Regions from separate parts of the Mus musculus genome. Here all the other regions are linked to region 2. The links are chromatin contacts, called in public ChIA-PET, HiChIP or PLAC-seq and promoter capture Hi-C maps. All regions are on one chromosome and are shown on one strand. The core of a region is the stretch at or near the end of the contact, and the rest is flanking DNA. Distances in the headings are between cores, read along the strand shown.

Region 1 (2,700 bases), core at 188-2,687, 510 kb after region 2:
CAGTCTGTAGATCTGTAGTTTCTGTAGGTCCCAAGTTCATGCATAGATTAGATCTCAGTTCACTGCTCACAGATTTACCAACTGAGAATCAGGCTAAGTCCAGGACCCCATCTTAAGCATAAGTCAGTTGGCAGAATTCAGATGTTTTTACAATCACAGGACTTCGGAACCCAGCTCTTAGTAGTGCCCACTGTCCCTACATGGCAGGTTGTTTCTCTAAGGCCAAGATCTGGATGTCTTGGGCACTTCCAGTTTCTCTGGCTTGTTCTGTGATCCTAGTTTTTATTTCTAATCTTTGTTACCTTACCTGTCTCTGAGTGTGCTGGGGCCTAAATAAGGATAGAGGTTTTCCTTAAGCCTTCCTTTGATGAGATGATCCAGGGTCTCATGCAGGAAAGGCTGGTGCTGTGTATACACATTTTCCACTCCCTAAAATATGGAAATGGTTCTCATGTTATTTGGGGAAGCTAGCAATATGACAGTAATGATACATCAGAAAAGGAACATATACTCAATGGAAGCCTTATGGGATAGAATCAAACTGGAACTGGATAGAAATCAAACAGACCCCAACAGGACATTTGTGTCTGTGTGTAAGTAAAGGTGTGGATGTGTGTGCACGCACATGGACGTCAGAGGTCAGCACTGGCTGCTCTCCTCAGTGCCTCTTCACCATCATCTCCGAGACAGGCTCTATTCTTGAACCCAGAGCTCTCAGGTTTGGTTAGACTGGCTGGCCAGAGAGCTTGAGGGGGTCCCCTCCCCCTTCTATGCACACACTTCAGCACTGTGGGGTACAGTTACACACCACTGTATTTGACTTTTATGTATTTGATGGGGATCTAAACTCCAGTTTGAGCAGCAATCACTTCACTGAGTGAACCATCTCCCCAGTCTAGAACTTTAGAATATGTAAAAATTATTTTAATTAGACAGAATTGTTCCAATCTTACAAAAGTACTAATTTTTTAAAAAAGTACTAAATTAAGGCTAGTTATTTTCAATATGGCTTCAATAAACTTTTCAAGGAATTTAAAAATCTGGAATCTTTTATCTTGTCTGAATCTCATTCTTTGTGAAACAAAAAGAAAGGCCTGTAGCAGAGTTGGTAAGCCATAGGGTAGAAGAACACCAGGAAACTCATGGAAAGCTAAGAACAGGCCAGGGGCCAGAGAAGCGGTGCCGCTGGTACAGTGCCCCCCACCCCACGAACACGGGGGGGCCGTCAGAAAAGCTTCCTACCAAGTAAAAAGCTGGCCTACGAGAGCCCCGTGAAGGCACTGTCAGCCTGGCAGACTCTAGAATTACCTGGTCCATGGACTTCTAGGCATGCCTGTAAGGAATTGCCTTGATTATGTTACCTCACATGGAAAGACCATCTTAACTGTGGCCAAGACTTCACTAGTGAGTGGAGAAAGTGAGCCACACTTATTGTTGTCCTCTGTCTGTGTGACTGACTTCCCAGCAACGGATGGTTGTGCTTTCTCTTGAATTTCCTTCAAAGAGAAGCTTGTGGGCTTGAGGTGCAGCTCAGTTGGCAGACTTTGTTTATCATGCATAGACCCTTGAATTCTATTCCCAGCACAGCATAAACTTGCTGTAGTGGTGTATACCCAGAACTTGGGAGCTGGACAAATTCAAGGTCATCCTTGGCTACATAGTGAGTTTGAAACCAGCCTGCCCTACATGAGACTCCTCAAAAACAAAACCAACCAACCAACCAAAAAACAGAAAAACCACAAACCACCAACACACACACACACACACACACACACACACACACAGAGAGAGAGAGAGAGAGAGAGAGAGAGAGAGAGAGAGTGAGCGCAAGCACTAGCTTAATACAGTTTAAATTACAAACACGGGAAAAAGAGCTGTGACTGGCAGAACTGTGCACACTTCCTGGAAGTGACCCGTCACTGCATCAGTCCCGCTCGGCTCCCTGGCAGTGCAGGCACACTACAGCACAGAGGCAGCGTTTCAAGAAATTGTCCTTTGTGGATTCACTGGGCGGACATAGCTCTACAATTCAGAATATACTGTTAGAATCATATCAGCCACACTCAGACTAAAGCTATACCTTCAGTCCTTTGAGAAACTGCTTGGTAATAGCCACAGCATCTTTGGGACTGAAGAGGTCACTTCCTCTAACCCGTTTACCACCATATTCAACAACTGCCGACACAAGCTATAAAAGAAAAAAAGAAGAAACAACTTTTTATTGCTTAGGTATCAGGAAGCTCATTTCATAAAAAATAACTTTATTAGGGCAATGAAGACACGAGAGGACGGAACTGTGCACCTTGTAAATAAACAGTATATGATGTATTTTTTGTTGGGGCTGAGACTATAACAGACGTGGCTTCTGTGGTTTGGGCTTACTATATAAATTTGGGATTGGGTTTTGTGCTATGCTGTGAGTGAGTGTTCTCTGAGCCAAGCAACTGCCATTAGGGAGCTCAGCTGTGCCCTTGCTAAAGACTCCTCTCTGCGGGCCTCTGTGACTGCGTGTGCCCCACCCACCAGATTATCCAGCTGCTCCTAACCACCTGTTGTATGCAACTCTGCCTTAATGGCATATGGCTTCAGGAAGGGGACACAGGGAGGGGGAACTAGAGAAGGGGAACACTATCTCTGCAGGATTGGGGGGGGCACGCATCCCTGCTGGGTAAAGGCTTTCCCAGGGAGAGGAGCACCCAC
Region 2 (2,700 bases), core at 3-2,502:
TAGATAAACACTTGAAACATTTTCATATGAAACATATTACACATGAGATCTAGGAATTATTTCGAAATAATCTGGGAAATGGGAGCATAAATGAAACAAGTTGGCAGTTCCAGGAGATTATTGAAACAGGAGTTCCTCACCTCACTGCCTTCTTGTTTTGTATTTTGAGGACAAGGTTTTATGTAACCCAGGCTGGCCTGAGACTAGCACTATACCTGGCCAGATGTTCTATTTCAGCATTTTAAATTTTCAGTAAAAAAAAAAAATCAGTATAAGCAAAGTAAAAACAAACAAACAAACAAAGAAAAAAACCAATGGAGAACTGTGAGAAGGCAGGCGGAGTGTACGGCACCACCAGAGACTGCTAGCCAGAACAGTAAAAACAGGCCCTGCAGATCACCAAGAAAACCGATAAATACACTAGAAACATGAGCAAAATAATTGAAAATGCAATCCTCAGAAAACTCAGTGGTCAAAAACATGGGAGAGATGCCCATTTTCATTGGTGATTAATAAAGATTCAGGTTTAAAAACCAATAGTTCATTTTACCCCAGCTGTGCCTAGAAGACCACAGTGGCAGTTGGGTGTATATCCTGGTGTGAGTAAGTGTGTGTGTAACTGTATATGTGTGCATGTGGGTATAACTGTGTGATAACTGTGCTGTATATGTATAACTATGTGTGAGATTAACTGTGAATATGTGCATAATAACCATATGTATGGATGAATGTATGTGTATAACTGTGTGTGAATATGTGAGATAACCATGTGTGTATAATTGTATGTTTGTGAGAGATAACTATGTGATAGAACTGTGTGTATAAGTGTATGTGTATAACTCTGTGTGTGTGTGTGTGTGTGTGTGTGTGTGTGTTAAGATCCTTTGAACTAAAACAAAGGAACTGATGAGTGAGTATTAGACACAATAAGTCATACATGACTTGTGTTAAAGGATAAGACAGGGCTTCCTAGGGAATCATGTAGCAACCTGAGATTTGAGGCGCCTGATCCAAATGTCTTTATAACTAAATGTTTCCATCTCAGAACCGATGTGAATAAAATGGACCACCAAAATGACACAGGGTTGGAGGAAAACTTTGTCCTGTTCTCTGCTGAGGTCATTCTATTGATGGCCTCTACCATGGAGCCCTCTGGGCAGCTCATTACACACAAACTGTCCCAAGGTGAGAAGGAGAGGGCGGAGGCAGCTGTTCTCATAAGTCTTTAAATGAAACCGAAATGAAAGTTCACTTCCTCATTGTGGATGCTTCATGTGACAAGCTCCGATTTCTTTTTAGAGTCATTTCAAGCAGCCTCCTGCTGCCAGGGACATCTTTGGAGTGAGCACCACACTTCAGGATGACCATGAGGGCTCCTGGCCACGCTGCCATGTATGTACTGTCTGCTTCTTTTGTTTTCTTCATATATGGCCTTAAACATGCTCTATCTTTTCATCAGTCAGGCCGCTGGGATTTTAAATCTTTGCTTTCAGGAAGTAAGCTGAAAACAAAAATCATGCCGCCCATTCGCCTCTTGTTTTTCTGATTAGGGAGAGTCTGTTTGAGAGATTCTTGTTGGCTTAACTGTGTGATAACTGTGTTGTATGTGGATGCGGTGAGATTTAAACCTGGGCTCCTGTGAAGCATGAGCTGAAGGCTCACACCATTTAAAAAATTCAGTTTCAGCCGAGGAGTGGCGCTTCACCCCTTTAATCCCAGCACTCCGAAGGCAGAGGCAGGCAGATCTCTGAGTTTGAGGCCAGCTACAGCCAGGGATACACAGAGAAACACTATCTCAAAAAACTAAAATAATAATAACAACAACAAAAACAATAATAATAAATCCAGTTTCAGGCAACTACTGAATTTCTGTTAAATATAGGAACGGAGCGGGCATCAGCTGTGTTTTTTAGAGGCTGGGCCTCACCTCTTAAATTTGGCGGCCTTAGAACTCGATATGAAGACCAGGCTGGCCTCAAACTTACAGTGCTCCTCCTGCCTCACCTCTGCCTCCTGAGTGCTGGGATCACAAGCGTGGGCCACCACACCTGGTGAGAAGCCTGTTTGGGGTATCTCCTCTGAAACAGATATTTGATTTGTTGGGGAGAAATGTGAAAAAGGAAAATAACCCAAGGGTGTACAAATCTAAGAGCTGGGTTGTCCTTTAGCTTCTCTGAAGGCGAGCACGGTTATTTGAGAGAGAAGGTTGAGCTGCTTGGTTGTTTGTATTACTTTGGTGTTCACGCTCAGGCCAAGGGTCTCACCCATACTAGACGAGTGTCAGACGTGGCGCTGCATCCCCAGCCTTCTCTGTGTTGCCTGGACAGGCCTGGAACTCCCTGTTGACAGTCCTCCTGCGTTGGCTTCTGAAGATGGGACTATAGGTATCCACCATTGTACCTGGCTTAGTTTTGAAATTAAATTTTAACCAATTTAAGAGAGGAGAGTAACTATACATATTAATGAGGTGCTATGTAGTGTTGCCATACACCCCCCACCCCACCCACCCACACACTATGTTGTGGTGATTTAATTTTTTTATTATTTTTGGTTTTTCGAGACAGGGTTTCTCTGTGCAGTCCTGGCTGTCCTGGCGCTCACTCTGTAGACCAGGCTGGCCTCAAACTCAGAAATCCACCTGCCTCTGCCTCCCAAGTGATGGGATTTCAGGGATGTGCCACCACTGCCCGGCCAGTGATT
Region 3 (2,700 bases), core at 37-2,536, 470 kb after region 2:
TTTATTTACCCAAATACAAGGGCAGAAAACAAGTGTCTAGTGACAAAAGCAGAACAGGTTAGAGCTAAGGGAGGGCTTCCCACTCGGTTGGTTTTGGGTGAGGGCAGGCAAGGGAGGAAGGGCCAGTCTGAAAGGGACAGGAACAGGCCACCATGATCAGACAGTCACAGGGAAGCAAGTTCAGTTTCTCAGCATTCTTGTTATTGAGTCAAGAGTTGGGGCTTCACAAAGGGGGAAGGGATCTGGATTCCACGACCTGGCTTTATATTCTGACCCCATGTGCCGGGCTGTGGTTTCCTGTAAAACTACAGAGCCAAAGCCATGGAGACACACACACAGGCGCTCACAGTCCTAACTCCATTCCCCCTGTCTACAAATAAAGATGGGCAGAATATGAGTTCCTTGAATTTTTTTTTTCTTTTTTCTTTTTACCCTTTAAGTGGAGTGGACGGTGAGGAACAAGCCTGGTTCAGGATGCTAGCTCCTACAAGAATCCGGCATTCACCGCTGCTCTACCCCTGGTCCCAGAGACTGCCTCCAAGTTGTGTTTTCTATGATTTAGGGAGACTGTGCTACTCAGGGGACCTACATATGCCCTCCTCCCTCCCAACCCCCGCAGGAACGGAGAGAGTGGTGGGCTGGGGTGGGGAAGACAGGAAGGATCGAGGGATACGAATACCAGTGTGTAACAAAAACAAACCCCACCAAAACCCCCAACCGTATTTTAGGGGGCCAGAATAGAGGGAGAGGCGGCGGATGTCAGAACTTCTGAGAAAGGTGTCCGCAAAGGCACATCAAATAAGTAAACTCCTAAACCCCACTCAGGTTCTCTCACTCGGGGGTGACTTTTTTCTGCAGACACAGGACTTTTGCGACCCCTGAACTTGCAGAGATGGAGGCGGGGCAAGCCGGAGAACTAGCCGCCGTGGGGACAGGGTCCCGACGGCTCGCGCAAGGGCGGGCGCCTACCTCCTTCTCGGAGACGTAGAGCTGGTCGCCTTTCAGCACCACATAGCGGTTTTTCCAAATCTCCCTGAAAATCCCTTTCCCGCAGAATTTCCGGACCCAGCCGACCTTCTCGGGCGCCGCAGACTGATGGTTTCCATCCGGAGGCCCCTGCCCGGGGCGAGACGAGGAGCGGCGGCTCAGACTGGTCTCTGCGCCCTCCCCGCCCCCCCCGCCAGCCCCAGCCCCATTGTCCGCGCGCCGCGCACTCACCCGCTTGCCGGAGCCGCTCTTCTTCATGGCGGGATCGGGCGGCCGCGCCCGCTGCTCGCTCGGCGGCTCGTGCTAGCCGCAGGCCGGGCCCCCGCTGCCCCCGCCGCCCCCGTCGCCCATGCCCGCCCCCGCCGCACCGGCCCCGGCCACCGCCGCTGACGTCGCGGGCTCCGAATGAAGGGCGGACCGCGGCGCCGCCGCCGTGCGCTCCCCGCCCCCCGCCTTTGTTTCCGACCCGGCACCCGGCGGAGGCGCGAGCGGATAACCGGGAGGCGCGGCGGTGGGGGCGGGCCCGAGGCGTGGCGAGCGGGATGGAGCGGAGGCGCCGTGGGAGAGCGGCCGCCTCGGACCCGCAGACTCCGGCTGGCGGAGCCCCGGGAGTCTCCACTCTCGACCTACTGCCGGGCGGACGTGAGCGCCCCGCGAGGCCTGCGGTAAACACGCGTGCAGCGGCGGGGAGGCCCGGAGGACGCTCGGACCGCGAGCTCTTCTGAGTCCTGTGTTTCTGATGTGGCTTGGAGGGAGCCCAAGTTTGAGCGCGGCTTTCCTCACCACTCCTGGGTCTCTGTTCCCCTACCTGGTAAAAGGAGGATCAGCTGACCCATGAAAGCCCGCGAGGACCCAACTGTGTCTTTTAGGTTCAATTACTACCAGACAGTAAGCTAATAAACCTGGTGTATGGTAAACACAACCACCACGAATGAGTAAAGCCCAGAGCAGGGGAATTATTTTTTCCCAGAGACGTCCAAGATGAAGTGTTGGTAAGTTTGTGGTTTGAGGAGTGGAGGATGTTTGGGCTTTTTGGGAGAGAATTTATCAAGAAAGATACCTCTTCTTAGACCCACCGTGCTTCCCAGTCCTGCAATCTCACTAGCCATATAATTGACTTCTATTTCAGGTGGATACAGAACTTTATGCTTTCAAAATGCTCTTATATTGGCACTTTAGAATGTCGAGTACCATTTTGTAAGGCATATAAGAGTGAGGATATTATCCCTTGGGAAAAGATCAGTCCAGCACAGGGAACCATTTGTCATGCTCAAACTGACACACTGCTGTTACATGAGTTAGCATAGAGGTTTTCTAACCCGGGTCTGCCTTTTAGACTTTGTACACGTGTACACAGCACACTTTGCAGACTACCCCCTACACACACAGCACACTTTACAGACTATCTCCTCCTCATCTCTGTTTGGTACTGGCCTGTTTAAAGGGCAAAGAAATGACTGAGAAAGGCTTTAGGAGGGAGCCTATGTACTAGCATGAGGGCACAGCTGAGGGAATGAGCTTTTGGGAACTTGTTGGCTGAGCAGGTAAGAATGCTTTGGATTATTTTGTCTTTATTTTTTAATAAGACAAGGTCTTTTTTGTTTGTTTGTTTGTTTTGGTTTTGGTTTTTTTCCTAGACAGGGTTTCTCTGTGTAGCCATGACTGTCCTGGAACTCACTCTGTAGGCCAGGCCATCACTGCTGGGCTTATGAC
Region 4 (2,849 bases), core at 216-2,715, 380 kb before region 2:
AGTGGGGGTACCATAAAGTCTTAAAAGAAGTGAGAGATATAGGGTCTCCAGAATCTTAAATAGAACACTTGGCTTTTTTTTTTTTAAAGAACCTACTGTGTGCCAAGTGTTTGATATTAACTGTCTTGGTTTACCAACTTCATATGGGTGACAAGCCCTGTTTTACAGAGAGAAATCTCAGACTGAAGGACTCTTTTTTGTTGTTTTTGTTTTTTCAAGACAAAAGTTTCTCTGTATAACCCTGGCTGTCCTAGAACTCGCTCTGTAGACCAGGGTGGCCTTGAACTGAGATCTGCCTGCCTCTGCCTCCTAAGTGATGGGATTAAAGGCATGTGCCACCACCTCTGGGCAAAGCTAAGAGATCTTAAGCAACTTGGCCTAGTAAGTATGAAAACAGGCTTCAAGGAGTGGGACAACACTCTCAGACAACAGATGCTCACAGTCACCTATAACTTTAGCTCCAGGGAGACCCAACACCTCTGGCCTCTACTCACACATATACATAATAAATAACAGACACAAATTATGAGAAAAAATAGGCTACAAGTCAAATAACCCCTCCACATTCGCCCTCCAACAAGGAGGGCGCTCTTTTGAAGGGTGGCTGCGGCAGCAGGTAGTGGTCTCAGGCTGGCTAGGCTGAGCAGAGCGAGGCCTTCTTGGTGGTATATCCTGTGCCTACGGACAGGGTCTTCTCACCATGGGCCTTGACTGTGCTTCTTCTGGTTGTTTTGCTTCTTACTTCCCCCTCCCCGGCTCTGCAGGATGTGGCTGTGACCGCAATGAAGGAGCAACCTCACCCTCTCCCTCAAATGAAAATAGGAGTCCTCTCAGAGGGAGGACAGCCAGGGGGCTCTCTCCGGCAGCCGAATCACTCCAATGGGAACCTGCCATCTTGATTTGTTTCTGCCTTGCCCTGTGGATCTTTCACACTGGAGATGATTTTTCTATAGGGGCCCGCTTTCCTTCCCTACCTGCCCTCCTCTTACCCAGCTCTCTATTGCTCCCTTTGCCATCTCCAACTAGGTCCCCAGTCCTCCCAGGGTAGCTATGTCACTCGCTCTTTTTGTCCCAGCCTCTACGTGACCCTCATGAATCTCTAGCCTAGCAAAGGTTTCTTTCACTTTGCGTCACTGTACTTCCATGTCCGAAGATACTGTAGATCTCTAAATCTCTAGTCGTTACCCCATGTGCATCTCTGTCCCTCAGCTCTAGACTCAGCCACCATCCCAAGCCAGGTCTCACTCTCAGACAGCCTTGCCCCATCCACTAAATACACTAAAATGGTTCTGGGGAGAGAGGGGGAGACCCAAGAATTCTACAAGCGAGAGTTTCACAAGACAGAAAGAAAGGTGAAGGTGAAAGGGTCAGGATATCCTGTCAGTGTCACCCCGAAACCCACCCTCTGTCATTGCCAGACTCTCACCTGCCGTGTGCTGGGTGCCAGTCTGGCCTTGGATGTTTCTGAGAGCTCACAGAATGGAGAAGCTCCTAAGAGGCCCTTTGGTCTAGCCCCACCCCAGGCCCCGCCTATCTACTCTCCACCTCCGGTTCATCATCACTGTCACCAAGAAGTCCAGTGTCCCAAGAGCCACCTAGAAATAAGACAAAGGTCAAAAGGAATGGAATTCTGTAGGAAGCACCAACTCTGAAGTGGCAAGGACGGATTTACACACCTCCACCTAATAAAAGGTCTGCTTCTTTCTTGCTGCCTAATATTTTTGTGGTACTGAAAACCGTGCAGAGTCCAGATTTTAATGTGAGAGACAGTGAGGGAAGTACTGAAAGATCATCGAGTGGTGTAGTAGAACAGCATTATACAAGCATCTTCAGGCCCTAGAAGGTAAGATTGGCACAGACTGCCCCAGCCAGAGCAGGCAGGAGGTAGGTGCCAAGGTTAGGGCTGCTGAGCCATGCGTGACCAGCAGGTGTCAGCATCGAGCCAAAACGCTGGAGTACAGAGCTTAATAGCTTTAAAGGGCCTGATAAATGAGGGTAGACTCCAATGAGGCAAAACTACACCTTTAATCCCAGCATTCTGGAGGCAGAGACAATCCAATCTTTGAGTTCAAGGCCAGCCTGGTCTACAGAGTGAGCTCCAGGCCAGCCAGGGCTGCATAGTAAAATTCTTGTCTTGGAAAAACCACCCACAACTCCAGCTCCAGGAATTCCAGTGTTCTCTTCTGGCCTCCAGAGTCACCTGAATAAATCAGTACATGAACATACACTTGGGCACACACAGACACACAAATCTTTAAAGGAGTGAATTATATAGCTTTCTTCAGCACAGATTGAGAACCCAAAAAAAGGCCTTAGGATTCAGGGATTTAAAAACTGATTTGGGGGCTTCCAGAGACTGGAGTCAGCGACTCCATGGCTCAGTGACTCACTGATCTTCCAGATGTTCTGACTTTTATTCCCAGCACCTATATCTGGTGGTTCATAACCACTAGTTAGTTCCAGTGGATCTAATACCTTCTGGTCTCCTTGGATACCTACACACATGTAGAATACACATACATACAAACAATAAAAGTCTTTAAAAACATATTTAGTGTGTGCATGTGTGTAGACCAGAGAACAATTTATTTATTTATTTATTTCTCTCTCTCTTTCTTTCTTTCTTTCTTTCGGTTTTTTGAGACAGGGTTTCTCTGTATAGCCCTGACTGTCCTACTGTCCTGGAACTCACTCTGTAGACTAGGCTGGCCTCAAACTCAGAAATCTGCCTGCCTCTGCCTCCCAAGGGCTGGGATTAAAGGTGTGTGCCACCACGCCGGGCTTCAGAGAACAATTTCTGATGTCATCTTCAGGAACCTGGTCTGGTTCACTTTCTTTGAGGCATAGTT
Region 5 (2,700 bases), core at 2-2,501, 420 kb before region 2:
CATTCACATTCGTAGTATAGACAGATACAATCCTTGGCCTCACTTGGGATGTACCTTTGTAGTAGAATGCTTTTCTAGAGTTCCTGAGACCTTGGGTTCCATTCCCAGCAAAGAGGGGGAAACACACACACACACACACACACACACACTCCAAAACAAAAACAAAAACAAACTCTTCCCTTAACCTAGTAGCATGAAACACGGAGAAGACCATAGCAGACCAGTCTATGAGACTGGCAAGCTTGGAGTACATAGAGAACCAGTCTCCAAAACCAAAACTCAGCAGATAGAGGAGCCTGCCATCAAGCCTGGTGACCTGACTTTGACCCCAGATTCCACACAGTAAACGTGGAGAGCCAGTTCCTGCACATTTGTCTTCTGACCTCCACACCAGTGCAGTGGTACATGCTCACACACATGAACACAAACACATAGTTAAAAAAAAAAGTCATACAATTTTTAAAAAGATTTATTTATTTATTTTATGTATATGAGTACACTGTAGCTGTCTTCAGAAACACCAGAAGAGGACATCAGATCCCATTACAGATGGTTGTGAGCCACCATGTGGTTGCTGGAAATTGAATTCACTCAGGATCTCTGAAAGAGCTGTCGGTGCCCTCTCCCAGTGTGTCTGAAGACAACAATAGTGTACTCATATTAAATAAATAAATAAGTACATACATACATACATACTTTTTTTTTTTGAGACAGCTTTTCTCTGTATAGCCCTGGCCGTCCTGGAACTCACTCTGTAGACCAGGCTGGCCTTGAGCTCAGAAATCCACCTGCCTCTGCCTCCCAAGAGCTGGGATTAAAGGCGTGCGCCACCACTGCCTAGCATAAATAAATCTTAAAAAAAAAAAAAAAGTAGGAGCGGAGAAGGGAAAGGAGTTTGCTATGAGGCAGGCCTACTTGGCGCACACCTTTAATTCCATCACCGGGAGGCAGAGGCAGGAAGATCTCTGAGTTCGAGGGCAGCTTGCTTTACACAGGTAGCTCCAGGCCAGCCAGGACTGTAAAGTGTGATCCTGTCTGTAGAAAAACAAACAAAATATCTAGGTAAGGAGGAGGAACCCTGGTACTGTGCCCTAGGCGCTGCCTATGAGTGGCCACAGCAGCCACCAGCCACAAAGAGACTTAAGGTGAAAATAACTAGGACCTCTCGACGCTCGGCTGCTTTTGCTTGCAGACGCTGAACTTCCGTCATTGACGGTCGCCCGCAGGTAATAGTGTCGAGTGCCGATCTGCGAGAACCCCGAGCTGGGCCAGGGGCTGAAGGCGGCAGCGCAGTCGCTGTAGGCGGTATGAGTTTGGCTGGGGGCCGGGCCCCACGGAAAACCGCTGGGAACCGGCTTTCTGGGCTCCTGGAAGCAGAGGAGGAAGATGAGTTCTACCAGACAACTTACGGGGGTTTCACCGAGGCAAGAGCCGGGCCCAGGAAGAGGGAAAGAGAGAGGCGAGGAGAAGGGAAAACCCTGGACAAAGAGGAAGGGGGCGGGGATTGAGAAAGGCTCGGAAAGGCGCTCCGGGCTGGACGGCGGAGTGGAGGGGACTTTGTGTGTGTGTGCGCGCGCGTGTGTATGTGCCTCTGTGTGCGTGTGTGTGTGCGCGCATGTGTGTTTGTGTCTGTGTCTTTGTCGGCTTTGCAATTTTCTTCGGAGTGTGTGTGTGTGTGTGTGTGTGTGTGTGTGTGTGTTTATCGGCTTTACAATTTTCTTGTACGCTCCTGGCTGGATGGCGGAGTCTGGAGGAGTGTGTGTGCGTATCAGTGTCTGTGTCTTTGTCGGCTTTGAAGTTTTCTCGTCCCGCTGCCGAGTTATTTACCAAAAGGAACCTGTCCAGAAACAAACTTAATTAGCACACTCTCCGCCGGGCGTGGTGGCGCACGCCTTTAATCCCAGCACTCGGGAGGCAGAGGCAGGCGGATTTCTGAGTTCGAGGCCAGCCTGGTCTACAAAGTGAGTTCCAGGACAGCCAGGGCTATACAGAGAAACCCTGTCTCGAAAAACCAAAAAAAAAAAAAACCAAAAAAAAAAAAAAAAAAACAAAAAAGTTAGCACACTCTCGTTTTCAGCTTTCAAATCATAGCTTACTGTTTTCTTAGGTGACCCTTTATCGACTAAGAGAATCCCCATTTATTTCCATCATAGAAACAAAATTTCAGTTTACAGTTAGATTTGGTTTATGTCTCATTTTCTGGTTGGTTTTAAGGTCTGTAACAGAATTCGGTCTTTTTTTTACAAACAAGGCTGACATTTGGCTAAATTTTTGTTAATAGAAGCTGTTCAGTGATTGAATATATGTTGTACAACCAGATCAGCATACTATATGTAATTAAATGGTTGTGGTGGATTCCTTGGAAACATTAAAAACTTCCCTGAGGATGGAAATATAGTTTGTAGCTCAGTAGTATATCACTAGCCTAGAAAATGAGTCCTAGATCCTGGATTACTGGCCCCTGGCAGTAAATAAAAACAAGCCCTACCTTGCAGGGCAACTGTCTGGGATCCTAGTCAGCTTAGATACTGTACGATAAAGACTTAAGTTCAAGATAACAGGTGAGAGGTTTGTGTTTTGTTTTTTAAATTGTATTATGTTTGTGTGTCTGCATATGGAGACCAGAGGCAACTTGTAGGAGTTCAGTCTCTCTTTTCATCATAGGAGCCCAAGGAAGCAAACTCAGGTGGTCAGGGTTAT
Region 6 (2,700 bases), core at 112-2,611, 450 kb after region 2:
GCTCTCTCCCTAGGAGGCCAGAAGAAGGTGTTGGGTCCCCAGGTCACTGTGAGGCTCTCTGTGGGTGCTGGGAACTCAACCTGAGTCCTCCGAAAAGGTAGTATATGCTCTTAACCACTGAACCATCCTTCTAGCCTCAATACAGTTTTTAATGTGTCTTAGTAAATTGCTTGATAGAAGATTGTACATTCTTATTTAAACTCTTACCACAGTGCATAGCCAAGTCCATTTCCTGGTTGTCACACTTAGTTAGAAAGCTAAATTGAATGCAAAAGATATTGTTTTATGATAAAGTATGTGGTTATTATAATTATTATTAAGGATGAGCACGTTCTCATTTTATGATAATCTATTTGATTATTTTTATATCACATTTTAGGACTAAGCTTAATTTTTTTTTTCACTAAATCATTAGAATTCATCAAACTATTACTTTTTTCTTCTTTCTTAAAGGAACAGTGCTAGCCAGAACTGGTATTGTGTGCCTGTGACTCCCGAGGGTCGTGGGTTCCGACCATCCTCAGTTACAAAGTAAGGTAGAGCCAGCTTGGGTTACATGAACGTGACTGTCATACCGCACCGCCCCCATCTCCCCAAACAAACAAACAAACAAACAAACAAAAAACCAACGTTGGCATGCTTTTAAAATAACATCCCCTAAGGTGCTTATTTTCAACAGTCAAGTCTAATTTTTGAAACTTGTTGTTTGTGGAAAACATTGAGTTTCAGTTCTTCTTAGGCGTGCTGACGTCTTCCGGGTGTGCTCGCCCGGGCCAAGCTGTTCTTACCAAGCCGTTAAAGGAAGCATGGAGATACATTCTCTGTAAAAACTATGTGGGGTACGCTCAAGAAGTGTAGTAAAACAAGAAAAAAAAAGACCCTCAAAAAACAAACAAACAACAACAACAACAAAACAAATTTTGGGGAAACTGCATGTAGAGATATTTGTCAGTCTGGATCATTTTGGGTAGTAATGTCAACAGACTTGGTTAAAGGTGAAAAGATTTAAAGAAATTAAGTTGTTGAGGTGAAATTCACCCTCTAAAAGATTCCTATTTTTAAATTTTGGAAAGGGCGGGTAGACCACAGGCGCTTCTTATTTGGTTTTGAAGTTTTTGGTGCTTCTAGGCTCTGGGGAGCATCCTACTGATTTCCAGTGCTGAGACCTGGCTTAGCTTTTCCTTTCTCCCTCTTAATTAGTCCTGGTTTCTCTGAGGGGCGAGGCTTTCTCCAACAGCCGCAAGCGGGAACCTGGGGCACTTTAGACTTTTTCTTTCCTTGCGGTTTTACAGGGCCCCTCATTTGCCGCCGCCTCCGTCTGTCACCGCGAGCATCCAAGCGCAGAAAGGAAATGCGAAGCGAGACAGCTGTACGGGAGGCTTCGCCTTCTAAAGAAGTTGACAGACAAATGGCACAGGGGTCCCTGCTCTTGCCAGCTGAGGGCTTAGCTTCCAGAAAGCGCCCCTCTAGGGGAACAAGCGAGGCAGTGTGGGGCTGCTGAAAGGCCTCATTGAGGCCACAGCCCGAGGCTCTTGTAGCTCATTGTCTGGTATGCGGCGCCCTTCCGAAACCGCTCTCCACAGTTCTGCACCCCCCCAACACCCCCTAATCTCAGAAATCATCCCCCGCCCTCCGTTACACTTGGTGCTTCAAACGAAATTCTCAAAAGGTATTTGCTTTTGTTTGTTTCTGTTTTCTTGCGCCTTTGGGGGTCAAGCGATGGTTCCCACGCTCACTGGACTTAACTGCATGGAAGCTGGGGTCCCCGACGCTGCGCTTGTGAGAACCGATGTCTGGGCCGAGGCAGCAGTGGAGGGGAAGGCAACGCTTTAAAACCAATTCTGCTGGTTCCTTGGTTTTCTTGAAGATTCGTCTGGAGAGATTTAAATCTACACCAAAGACCAGCTTTCCCAAGATTTAAAGTTATTAACTTGGCATCAGTGCAGTGCTGAGCCATCCAGAGGCTCCGAGACTGTCTTCCTAGGGAATACACAGTGATCTGATAAAGGCTGGGGAAGCACAGTTACCTCTCGGGCATTAGTAGAGATTTTAGGATGTGTCAGACTTGAGAAACAATGTGGCCTGAGGCCCTGTGCTTTGAATTCAGAGCCTGGGAACACACTGACGAGTACTGAGCCTTACGCTAAAGCACAGGTTCTCAACCTGTGGGTCGCAGGGAAGACAGAGTAGTCAAACCTCCGAAAACCAAACTTTCCTATCTTCTCTGTCCTCTAGACTCTTTATCTTCTGATCTCCAGGTCTTCTCTCTCTCAGAACCCAGTCGCTGAAAAATGGCCTTCGGGGTTGAGACACTACTCAGCCGCAAAATTACAGTTAAGGGGTAGCAAGGAAAATAAGGTTATGGTTGGGGGTCACAGCAGCACGAGGAGCTGTGTTAAAGGGTCGCAGCAGTAGGAAGGCTGAGAACCACTGCTCTAAAGGGAGCTCCAAGTCCGGGAAGAGCACTTACTCCAGGTTACATAGAGCATTAGACTCTAAAAGGAGAGCCAGTCATTGGTGGTATTTGACTGGTTGAAGTTGCCTTGTGGCTGATAGAGGAAAATTCAAGCAAATACGTATGTGTTATGACCTGGACCAGCAAGCCTTCCTTCAGTGACACAGTTCTGAGAGAGAGGATCAGGAGATCAGAGGACAGAGGAGATAGAAAGCTTGGGACTGGGAGGTCTCGCACAAGTTGTC
Region 7 (2,700 bases), core at 146-2,645, 420 kb after region 2:
AATCCATCTTTGCAGCTCTGAGAATTATTTGTAGATTAGATTATTTTTCTGGATAAGATTAACAATGAGAATTTTAAAAAATTCGAATTCCAAGTGATTTTACAGATTTTTTATTAGATATTTTCTTTATATACATTTCAAATGCTATCCCGAAAGTTCCCTATACCCTCACCCCGCCCTGCTTCCCTACCCACCCACTTCCAATTCTTGGCCCTGACATTCCCCTGTACTGGGGCATATAAAGTTTGCAATACCAAGGGGCCTCTCTTCCCAGTGTTGGCCGACTAAGCCATCTTCTGCTACATATGCAGCTAGAGACACGAGCTCTGGGGATACTGGTTAGTTCATATTGTTGTTCCACCTATTGTTGCAGACCCCTTCAGCTCCTTGGGTGCTTTCTCTAGCTTCTCTATTGGGGGCACTCACTGATAAGTGGATATTAGCCCAGAAACATAGGACACCCAAGATACAATTTGCAAAACACAAGAAAATCAAGAAGAGGGAAGACCAATGGGTGGATACTTCACTCTTCCTTAGAGTAGGGAACAAAATACCCATGAAAGGAGTTACAGAGACAAAGTTTGGAGCTAAGATGAAAGGATGGACTATCCAGAGACTACCCCACCAGGGGATCCATCCCATAATCAGCCACCAAACCCAGGCACTATTGCATATGCCAGCAAGATTTTGCTGAAGGGACCCTGGTATAGCTGTATGAGGCTATGCCAGTGCCTGGCAAATACAGAAGTGGATGTTCACAGTCATCTATAAGATTTTACAGATTTTATTTTGTAATAAAGCTGTATATATCGGAATATGGGGTTCCCGGGCTGCAGTTCGCAGGAGGTGCTGCGCTAGACGCCAACTTTTAAGGAGACTCTTCTAAGGTCGCGTTTCCCACCGCGATCCCCGGGTCGAGCCAGCGTGCTGCCACGTATCGGGTCTTGATAGGCTTGAACAGGTCATGCCATTTATCTAAATGCTTTTGGAAGTCAGTCCTCTGCCGCAGTCCCTGGGCATATCCCGAGCTTCCAATCTTTATTTTCCGTTTTCTAATTGCTGCTACTACAGCAGAGCGCCCTGCTGGGGTCCGCCAAGAACAGGACTTAGGACAGAACTGCAAATCGAGCACTCGTTCCGGAGCTAGCGAAGGCGGATGTGACGTCAGATCGACTACGTCGGATGCACCTGCCAGGCCTGGGCTCCTGGGAGTGAGACACGGTTGCCCCAGGGGCTAAGGGACAGACTCGACCTGACCGAATCCCATCACAAGGACGCCTTTCTAAACTCCACTGGGCCGCAGCTCTGGTCACGAGGCTCGGCCTCACTCCACCACCCCCCCAACCCCCGCCCCATCCCTTGTCAGAGCTCCCGTGCATGCGCAGTCGCGCCGGAAGCACGGCTCTGGAGTTTCCGCATCACGGACCTCAGGGATCCTCTACGCTGTTCATTGTCCTTCGGGTCTCGCAACGTTTGCCTAATGATTCCCAATTTCAGTGTTGCATCATTCTAAAGCCTGATGTTGAAGACTATCGCCCAACCCTGGTTAGCCAGTAATCGGAAACAGCAACGTTATGTGTCTTCTAAAGAAATGAGGGCTAGTTTTGTTTTGTTGTTTTTGGTTTTTTTTCGAGACAGGGTTTCTCTGTGTAGCCCTGGCTGTCCTGAAACTCACTCTGTAGACCAGGCTGGCCTCGAACTCAGAAATCCGCCTGCCTCTGCCTCCCAAGTGCTAGGATTAAAGGCGTGCGCCACCACTGCCCGGTGAGGGCTAGTTTTTTTGTTTGTTTGTTTGTTTTAATTTAGATTTTATGTGTATGAATGTCTTGTGTGTGTGTGTGTGTGTGTGTGTATCACTCGTGTGCCTGGTGCCCTCGGAGGTATCAGATGCTTGGGAGCCTCTGGGGATTGGTCCTCTGTAAGAGCAGCCAGTGCTGGAACTCACGCTGTAGACCAGGCTAGCCTCGAACTCAGAAATCCGCCTGCCTCTGCCTCCTGAGTGCTGGGATTAAAGGCGTGCGCCACCACTGTCCAGCTTGTTTGTACACATTTTTCACTGACCTTGTCCTCAGGAGCTAACCCTCCTATCTATCCATCCCCTTTCCCTACTCCTGGAACTGCTGCTAATTGATAAAACTTAAAACTACATCAGTCAAGTTGAGCAGGTGCTGGGAGAAAGCACTGAAGAAAACCGACTCCGAGACTACACATAAAACAGGAAGACAGCAGGGCTTGGTGGCGCACGCCTTTAATCCCAGCACTTGGGAGGCAGAGGTAGGCGATTTTCTGAGTTCGAGGCCAGCCTGGTCTACAAAGTAAGTTCCAGGACAGAGAAATCCTGCTTCGAAAAAACAAACAAACAAAAAACACGAAGGCTCTTTCTTTACCGAACGAGTGATTCCAACAGAGAGACTTTGTAAAGGTCCATTACAGAGAGAGTTAGGACTTATTTTTCCGTCTTTTAGTCAATCACAGCTGAAGGTAGTTTGTCAAAAGTATCAAAGTAAAATCATCCTTAAATCCTTTTTATTAGAACCAACGAACCACTTTAGAATGTTTGCATCAGTTTGTTTTGTACAGTAGAAGTTTCTTTGGAGGTCTGAGAAACATGGAAAAGGTCTTGGACTGCAGGCCATCCTAGGCCACATAGCCAGTCCTATCCTCAAACAGACAAGGATGGAGCAGAGTGTAGCACAAAGC

Evidence for each region. Promoter capture Hi-C pulls out the DNA fragments that hold promoters and counts their contacts. ChIA-PET counts read pairs in DNA pulled down with a chosen protein or histone mark. HiChIP or PLAC-seq counts read pairs in DNA pulled down with a chosen protein or histone mark. Capture Hi-C pulls out chosen DNA fragments and counts their contacts.
Region 1: an RNA polymerase II ChIA-PET map of memory CD8 T cells shows a contact between it and region 2, with 29 read pairs. The contact joins the enhancer-like site here to the promoter of Ctss in region 2. A contact is called at or near these places in 6 of 39 promoter capture datasets (cranial neural crest, frontonasal cranial neural crest, hematopoietic stem and progenitor cells and 3 more) and 2 of 115 datasets of contacts at active chromatin or transcription factors (embryonic stem cells and memory CD8 T cells).
Region 3: a contact with region 2 is called in an H3K27ac HiChIP or PLAC-seq map of microglia, with 7 times the contacts expected there. The contact joins the promoter of Plekho1 here to the promoter of Ctss in region 2. A contact is called at or near these places in 1 of 39 promoter capture datasets (liver), 3 of 115 datasets of contacts at active chromatin or transcription factors (bone marrow-derived macrophages, microglia and pancreatic cancer cells) and 1 of 9 other capture datasets (adipose tissue).
Region 4: a contact with region 2 is called in an RNA polymerase II ChIA-PET map of memory CD8 T cells, with 7 read pairs. The contact joins the promoter of Tnfaip8l2 here to the promoter of Ctss in region 2. A contact is called at or near these places in 1 of 39 promoter capture datasets (the C10 cell line) and 2 of 115 datasets of contacts at active chromatin or transcription factors (embryonic stem cells and memory CD8 T cells).
Region 5: a contact with region 2 is called in a promoter capture Hi-C map of adipose tissue. The contact joins the promoter of Vps72 here to the promoter of Ctss in region 2. A contact is called at or near these places in 1 of 115 datasets of contacts at active chromatin or transcription factors (microglia) and 1 of 9 other capture datasets (adipose tissue).
Region 6: a promoter capture Hi-C map of hematopoietic stem and progenitor cells shows a contact between it and region 2, with 2.7 times the contacts expected there. The contact joins the enhancer-like site here to the promoter of Ctss in region 2. A contact is called at or near these places in 3 of 39 promoter capture datasets (hematopoietic stem and progenitor cells and liver), 1 of 484 Hi-C or Micro-C datasets (B cells), 1 of 115 datasets of contacts at active chromatin or transcription factors (microglia) and 1 of 9 other capture datasets (liver).
Region 7: a contact with region 2 is called in an H3K27ac HiChIP or PLAC-seq map of microglia, with 8 times the contacts expected there. The contact joins the enhancer-like site here to the promoter of Ctss in region 2. A contact is called at or near these places in 6 of 39 promoter capture datasets (hippocampal neurons, liver, neutrophils and 2 more), 3 of 115 datasets of contacts at active chromatin or transcription factors (embryonic stem cells, memory CD8 T cells and microglia) and 1 of 9 other capture datasets (embryonic stem cells).

Annotation. Positions count from the first base shown.
Region 1 is chr3:96,030,699-96,033,398 of GRCm38.p6, forward strand. It overlaps Vps45 (vacuolar protein sorting 45), which reads right to left. Exons shown (of 15, transcript NM_013841.3): 12 at 2,081-2,188; 13 at 308-429. Among named protein-coding and RNA genes, the nearest start is that of Vps45, 26 kb to the right of the region's middle. Within about 2 kb of position 1,438, at least 81 of the 459 cell types and tissues checked have an H3K27ac peak or open chromatin away from gene starts, as enhancers often do. A contact at or near this core is called in hematopoietic stem and progenitor cells, memory CD8 T cells and pre-B cells, where this site is marked.
Region 2 is chr3:95,525,534-95,528,233 of GRCm38.p6, forward strand. Ctss (cathepsin S) reads left to right here and starts at 1,253. Exons shown (of 8, transcript NM_021281.3): 1 at 1,253-1,392. The coding sequence starts at 1,367.
Region 3 is chr3:95,994,553-95,997,252 of GRCm38.p6, forward strand. It overlaps Plekho1 (pleckstrin homology domain containing, family O member 1), which reads right to left and starts at 1,287. Exons shown (of 6, transcript NM_023320.2): 1 at 1,219-1,287; 2 at 970-1,116. The coding sequence starts at 1,245.
Region 4 is chr3:95,140,889-95,143,737 of GRCm38.p6, forward strand. Tnfaip8l2 (tumor necrosis factor, alpha-induced protein 8-like 2) reads right to left here and starts at 1,466. Exons shown (of 2, transcript NM_027206.3): 1 at 1,427-1,466.
Region 5 is chr3:95,109,791-95,112,490 of GRCm38.p6, forward strand. Vps72 (vacuolar protein sorting 72) reads left to right here and starts at 1,252. Exons shown (of 6, transcript NM_009336.2): 1 at 1,252-1,424. The coding sequence starts at 1,308.
Region 6 is chr3:95,971,685-95,974,384 of GRCm38.p6, forward strand. No RefSeq gene overlaps it. Among named protein-coding and RNA genes, the nearest start is that of Gm9054, 12 kb to the right of the region's middle. Within about 2 kb of position 1,362, at least 150 of the 459 cell types and tissues checked have an H3K27ac peak or open chromatin away from gene starts, as enhancers often do. A contact at or near this core is called in B cells, hematopoietic stem and progenitor cells and microglia, where this site is marked.
Region 7 is chr3:95,949,911-95,952,610 of GRCm38.p6, forward strand. No RefSeq gene overlaps it. Among named protein-coding and RNA genes, the nearest start is that of Anp32e, 22 kb to the left of the region's middle. Within about 2 kb of position 1,396, at least 443 of the 459 cell types and tissues checked have an H3K27ac peak or open chromatin away from gene starts, as enhancers often do. A contact at or near this core is called in embryonic stem cells, hippocampal neurons, liver and 5 more, where this site is marked.